2 separate regions of the Sus scrofa genome follow, and region 2 is linked to region 1. A link is a contact called in public Hi-C data. All regions are on one chromosome and are shown on one strand. The core of a region is the stretch at or near the end of the contact, and the rest is flanking DNA. Distances in the headings are between cores, read along the strand shown. Region 1 holds the start of EGR3 (early growth response protein 3). Region 2 overlaps PEBP4 (phosphatidylethanolamine binding protein 4).

Region 1 (3,289 bases), core at 475-2,974:
GTTCCCCCATCCCCGACTCCCCAGCGAGGGCCGCGGGATTCACCACGCCCACACGGCCACCGACGGGGGAAACCTCCCACGCCGAGCCGGTGTGATTCGGGGTCGCTCCCCCACGCTCCCCTCCTCTCCTCCCCCTCTCCCGCGGCCCGGCCGCGCGCGCTCCAGGAGCAGGCCTCGGGGAACATATCAGCCGCCCCCGGGATTTGCTGCTGCTGCTGCTCGGGGAGGTGACAGCTTTCGGGGTCGGCAAACAGGCGGCCCTTGACAGCAGGGCGCTGGCAGTCAGCAATGGGAACAGCCCTGTGGAAGGCGAGGGGGAAGGTAGAGACTAGGGGAGGTCGCCGCTGTGGCTCAGAGACTGTGGGTTCAGCAGACTCCTGCCGCAACTCCGCGGCGGGCCCTTCGCAGGCAGCAATAGACTGAGTCTGCGCCTGGGCCTGCTGAGCCCTCCTGCCATCCCGTGGCCAAAGGGGGTGTTTGGAACCGTGAGGAAATTTGTGGAGGATTTGGTGCACGTGTTTCCTACCCCCTCAACTTCATTCCTCCTTCTTCGTCACCAAAACTGCACATCCTCGACCCCAAATATTCGAGGTTCTCGCCTCCCGCGCAGTCGCTCTGCAGCTACGAACCTCCCCACCACTGCGCTCAGCTGGGTGTCGGCACAGGGTCAGGGGCCCGAGGAGCAGCAGGAGTGTGGGCGGCGAATCACAGGGAGGGTGGCACAAAATTTCCTGGGACACTGGACCAGAGATCCCTGACCCGCTAGACTCCTCCTCAGAGGGACTTTTTCCCAGCCCCGGGCAGGATCCTGGGCGCGAGAAGAGCGGCGGGGCAGGGTCGGTGCGCACACCTTCCGGGTTCCCCAGAAGTTCCCGGGCAGTGAAGAGACCCCGCCGGGTGTTTTCAATTCTCTTTCTTCCTGCTGGGGGTGCTGGAGGCCACTTGGAAACAACGCCACCTCTGCGGCCCCCAGTCCTACAAGCGCGCTCTCCTAGTGCAGACATCAAATAAACATACACGCGGCTATTGGTCTTTCAACCCGGCGCGGCGCGCTTTACGCTTTCCGTACAGTTACATCGCTCTTTCCTCTCTCCTCTCGAATTTTCCTTCTTTCTTCTCTACTGTTTCTCTCTCTCTCTCTGTTTTTTTTTAAGATCCGCGAGCGGTGCGGGCGCCGCACGTTGGCTGCGGCCCGCTTCCTGCTTTCTAATGTTCCATTGTGAGGAGCTTCCATTGTGACGTCGCGCCCCTTCGGCTGGGCTTTGTCTGTCCATATATGGGCAGCTACGTCACGGAGCTTTCCCGGGGCTCAGATAAATAGGCTGGTGGAGTTCCCTGGCTGGGAGCTTTTGGGCAGCAGTGAGCTTGCTAGGAAGCGGCGGGGCTGGTGGTGGTGGTAGCAGCGGCAGCAGCAGCGGCAGAGGCGGCGGCGGCGGCGGTGGCGGCGGTGGTGGATCGGGGGGCGGGGGGGCCGCGGGCGCGCGTCTGTTTGTGATATCAATACTGAGGCCGCGTCCGACCCCTTGGGCCGAGATCCCCCCCCCCAGCTCAGCCCCCGTCCACCCGCCGCACACGCCCCCCCCCCACGACCAAGCCTCTACGACACCAGCTGAGACACCAAGAGGATTACCCTCCTTTGCCCTCTCTCCCACCCACCCCCCAAAAAGAGAAGATCCCCTCCCCAGGCCCACCCCTTCCCCTCTTCCCTCCCCCTCCCCCCGAACTTTCCCTCTCGCATGCTTTTCCCCTGCACCACGGATCGCCTCTCGGATGCCGCTTGCCTGGAAGCTGCGTTAGGAGCGAGCGGCGGCGGTGGCGGCGGTGGCGGCGGCGGCAGCTCGGGAGTGCTATGACCGGCAAACTCGCCGAGAAGCTGCCGGTGACCATGAGCAGTTTGTTAAACCAACTGCCTGACAATCTGTACCCCGAGGAGATCCCCAGCGCGCTCAACCTCTTTTCTGGCAGCACCGACTCGGTAGCCCATTACAATCAGATGGCTACAGGTAAGGGCGGCGGGGAGGCGGCGAGGCAGCGAGGAAGGAAAGGGAGAGAGGAAGAGGAGGAGGGAGCGAGCTAGAGATAGATAGATGGATGGATGGATGGATGGAGAGATGGGGGGCGCGCTGGGAATTTTCCGGGGGGCGAGTTGCTTTTCCCACCCACTCCTCCCGCCCTCCCTGATCGGGAAGGCTCGGTTGGCTACGCCACGGTAGAGGCTTCGGTTCTCCCGGGTGGGGGCAGCCGCCGACCGAAGGGAGGTAGGTGCGAGCGGCTCTGGGGTTCTCCACTTAGGGGGCGCGATCGCCGGGCTGCGCGCAAGGCGTAGTGCTGTCGCCCCCTTTCTCGGGAGGAGCCCAACGTCCCTTTCACCCGCGCTCTCCCCCCTTACTCCCTCAGCCTCCCACCCGGGATGGAGCCATGTGCGGCGTGGAGTCCCCGCGGTGGGAGAGGTACTGCGACGCTGCCTTTCCAGGGCGTTCAGCGAAGCCGTGGGGGTGTGGGGATGTGGGGACGGCGGGTAGGGGAGAAGGTGGGGGGCCACCCATGCGGGGGCTTCCACGGGCTCGATCCCCGGGCGGAGGAGCTTGGGAAGAGCGGCCACTCCCGTCATGGAGACACTGGCCGGTTTTCCACCGCCCTCCACTCTCGCTTAGCTGAGGCTGGGCTTTCCCCCTCCCGCAAGAGCCGAAAGCTCCTTCAGGCCCGGAGGAGACTGGGGCTAGGGGAGGCGGCGGGAGAGCTCCTTTTGCGGGCAGCACCCGTCTATGCGCCGAGGACAAAGCGTCGGAGCGCTCTGGGTCAGCGACCTGGGCGCAGAGCGCACGGGGGGCTTCGTCGGGGCAGGAAAGGCGCGGCGTCCGGCGCGGACAGGGCTAGGGGAAGAGGCCGAGTTGCGTGTGCTAGAGAGCGAGAGCCACACGCACTCCGGGTCTGAAACTACCTGTAGCTGCAGCTACCTGCCAGCCCCACCTCAGGAATAACAACAATGCTTCTCGCGCGCGCGCCTGTGTATGTGTATGTGTGTGGTACGTGTGTGTGCGCGGCGTGTGCGGTATGTGTGCAGCAGCCACTCCACACCCCGATCCGTAGTATTTTGCTGTATCCAGGTTGCGCCCGGGAGCGCGGCACCGCCCGCTTTGCGCCGGGCGCAGCTTTCCTCTTACCCCATGCGCTGCGCACTCCACCCGGCCGCACCCTCCACACCTGGGCAAAGACCTGGGCACCCTGGCCCGGGAGCCGACTCGGCTTCACTCACCCCTCCCCTCTCTCCCCCGCTCTCCGCAGAGAA
Region 2 (3,289 bases), core at 284-2,783, 59 kb before region 1:
GGGCTGTGGGCGACCGGCCAGGAGGGGAGCACGTGTGCTGACCGTTAGTCCTGGCGCCTCTTTCTTGGCATAGAGACTGCCTTTATGTGCATCTCAGATTTCATTTTTTACCACAGGCCTAGCTATCTTGGAGCTTTTTCAGCCACTAAGTCAGGCCTCAAGAAGCGCACCCCAATTTGCTGTGTCTCAGGAGTGATTCTAGCCCACACCCGTCAAGCTCACTAACTGCCTTCGAGGGCAGGGATGCCTGATCTCCAGGCCCAGCTCTCTCACCAGGCAGCTGTGCAACCTAGCACAGGCCGCCTTCCCTCTCTGTGCCTCCCTTTCCCCCCTGGGAAATGGAGTCAGCAATGCCCACCCCCTCCGCAGCCCACATGGGGCGCTGGGAGAGTGGATGAGATCATGTCTGTGTGCTACTTGGCGGAAGGAAGCAGCGGGAGGAGAACAAGGTAGTATTCTTTTCTGGACCTCACTGGGCAGTTGCCATGAAGTTGCTGTGATATACAAGCCTTTCAAAGGCCTCCGGAACCCGTCCCAGGAATGCCATGGGAAGGCAGTGTGTCAGAACCAGCTTGGGCTTCCGAGTAGCTGGGGGGGTGAGTTCAAAGCCCAGCTCAGCCACTTACCAGCTTTGGCAAACCACCCAATTGCTTTCGGCCTCAGTTTCCTCTCCTGTAAAATGGGAATAACCCTAACCACAGAAGGTTGTGTGGTTAAGGATTAAATAAAATAATGCCCGGCATTCATGACTAAGAACGCTGTGGGCCTTGTCAGGACACCTCTTTGTGTTTCTCCCTGGACCATCTCCAGATAAGCACAAATGTCCTACCGCACCCCTTCAGGACAGCCTCAGCAGGAGGGACGAGCTGGCCTTACCAAGCTCCTCCTTTTGAAAAGTGAGAACCGGGGCAGTGAGCACAGGCCTTTCCCAGCATTGCCCAGGCAGCCTGTGACCCACAGAGTGCAGGGTCTGAGGCCAGAGGACTGGGTGAGGCCGGGTGGTCCCTGGAGCCCTGTCCCCTTGGGCAGTGGGGGAGGGGCCCCAGCCTTAGCACCCAAAACTCTCAGCCCGGCCAGCTGTCCAAGGGCAGCAGGCCCCAACACCCTTCACCTCACCAGGTGCAAAGTGAAGGCCTCAGTGAGCCCCAGGCAGAAACGAACTGTCCTGGGGACAGATAGGCATAAACTGTCCTCCTGGTCTCTTTTTGTAGGACAGGAAGGGACACAAAGTTGGGGGATTGGACGCATAAAGAAAAGGTCTCATCGGAAAGGAGTGGTGATGGGGCCGTGGTTGAGGTTGCAGCCGAGGCAAGCAAGGAAGCTGAGAGATCCTTCCAGCAGAGGGTGTGAGAACCAGCCACAAAGCGGCTGAGGCCTCCTGCAGCTCACACCAAAGCTGCTGAGCCAATCTGGCCGACGGTCTGAATTAGTCACCAGTTTTGACAAGGAGTTGCATCAGTTACATAACAGCCTCCCTTGCTCTCCAGTGGGTCTCCTGAGCTGGGCTCTCTCTGGGTGAAGGTGCTGGCTGGTGCAGGGTGAGGGGGTCACCATGTGAGAGCGCAAGGGCCTAAGTTTCCGGCAAAAGTCCTCCCCAGGCCTGCTCCGGCCCTGCAGGGCCAGAAGGAGGCGCCAGCTGTTCACCTCCTGTCTGAGTCTTTGCCACCCTGCCTCCTGAGCAATCCCACGCTAGCCTTGCAACCCTAAGGCTCTGTGCTCTAAGCCTTAGCAGGAAAGATGCCTCAGACGAGGAGTTAAATTGTTCCTCCACTCACGGCAGCTCAGAAGCCCTCGGAGCACTTCCCCTGCTTAATTGGTTATAAGACATCATTATAATAATTATTATCAATAAGCATTTAGTGAGCACCTTTGGTTGTGCCCTGTTCAAGGTATTGGTGGGGCTACAAAGGTGAATAAGACACATGTATGCAGCAGCAGAAGTAACTTGAAATTATAACGCCTTTCCTCCAGAAGGAGAGCACTTTCCATGAAAGAACTCAAAGCCATGACCCCCACTTCCTGCTGAGGGTCAGATGTGATCCCTGCATTGAGGGCTGGAGAAACCAGCCTTGACCTGAGAAATGCCCGGAACAGTGTAGGCTTCTCGTGATCGAGTGGATTTATCCATCCACTGCTCATGGCTAAGTGAAGAGCAATAAATGTTTAACAGTATTAATAATGGGTGATGGTGATGATGATGACAAAAATAATGTCAGAGGAGTTCCCATTGTGGTTCAGCAAATTAGGAGCCCGCTAGCATCCATGCAGATGCAGGTTCAATCCCTGGCCTTGCTCAGTGGGTTAAGGATCCGGCATTGCCATGAGCTATGGTGTAGGTCAAAGACGAGGCTCAGATGTGGCGTTGCTGTGGCTGTGGTGTAGGTCGCAGATGCAGCTCCAATTAGACTCCTAACCTGGGACTTCCATATGCTGCAGGTGCAGCCCTAAAAAGCAAAAAAAAAAAAAAAAAAAGAGCAAAATAATAATAACAATGTCAGAGAAGAGTACATGTGTCCCATTCTGCCCCCAAGTCCTTGGGACTTCAATCCTTCCTTCCTTCCTATTGGCTTTTCTGTTACACTCACAAGATAATAGAAACAAAGGATAGAGGCTTGGGAAACATTTAAGAATCATTCACACAGACTCCAAGCAGGACTTGACTAACTGGTCCAGGAAGTCACCATTACAGCAAGTGGGTGAACACAGGAGTCCTGAGTGAGGTGGGGGCTTCTTGGGCCCATCCTCCCCTTCCCAAGCCTGATTTAAGGGATAGTCCCCAGCCCAGGCCCCAGGGGATAATGGTAACTTCAAAGGCCCATTCCCTGCCAATCATCCTTCCAGATTTGTGACAATTAAGAACCAGCAGAGATCAGACCTCACCAGTCCAGCCTTCCCTTTGTACAGCTGGGAACACAGAGGCCCAGACAGGAGAAGTGACTCAGTCAGGGCCACACAGCAGAGCTGGGACTCCAACTCCCACTCTTTTATCACACTGTGAAAACCAGCAGAGGTGATGGAGAGGACGGGTGAAGGGGAACTGTCAGGGGCCCCCACTTGCAGATTCCACATGACCCACAGTTCCTGCCTCTCAGGCTCCATAGCAAGCAGGTGACAGCTTTGCACAGAGGAGGAGCAGCTGCCCCAAAGAGGACATGTGAGTGGCCGTGATGCCAAGTCAGTGTGTTTCTAGAACAATGAGCCTTTCCTCCGTGCTCAGCTCCCTAGAAAAGAGCTGAAGGGGTAAACTACCCTTAGGCCCACAGGCAAATTCCTGGTGAGAATCGAATCC

The links. A called contact is a pair of places that touch in the nucleus more often than the background predicts.
Region 2: a contact with region 1 is called in a Hi-C map of embryonic fibroblasts, with 5 times the contacts expected there. The contact joins the enhancer-like site here to the promoter of EGR3 in region 1. A contact is called at or near these places in 11 of 47 Hi-C or Micro-C datasets (blood, embryonic fibroblasts, epiblast stem cells and 4 more) and 1 of 2 datasets of contacts at active chromatin or transcription factors (skeletal muscle).

The regions. Positions count from the first base shown.
Region 1 is chr14:6,946,942-6,950,230 of Sscrofa11.1, reverse strand. EGR3 (early growth response protein 3) reads left to right here and starts at 1,724. Exons shown (of 2, transcript XM_021072993.1): 1 at 1,724-2,003; 2 at 3,286-3,289. The coding sequence starts at 1,850.
Region 2 is chr14:7,005,430-7,008,718 of Sscrofa11.1, reverse strand. The region is part of intron 3 of PEBP4 (phosphatidylethanolamine binding protein 4); the gene reads left to right. Among named protein-coding and RNA genes, the nearest start is that of EGR3, 59 kb to the right of the region's middle. Within about 2 kb of position 1,533, at least 23 of the 83 cell types and tissues checked have an H3K27ac peak or open chromatin away from gene starts, as enhancers often do. A contact at or near this core is called in embryonic fibroblasts, omental adipose tissue and skeletal muscle, where this site is marked.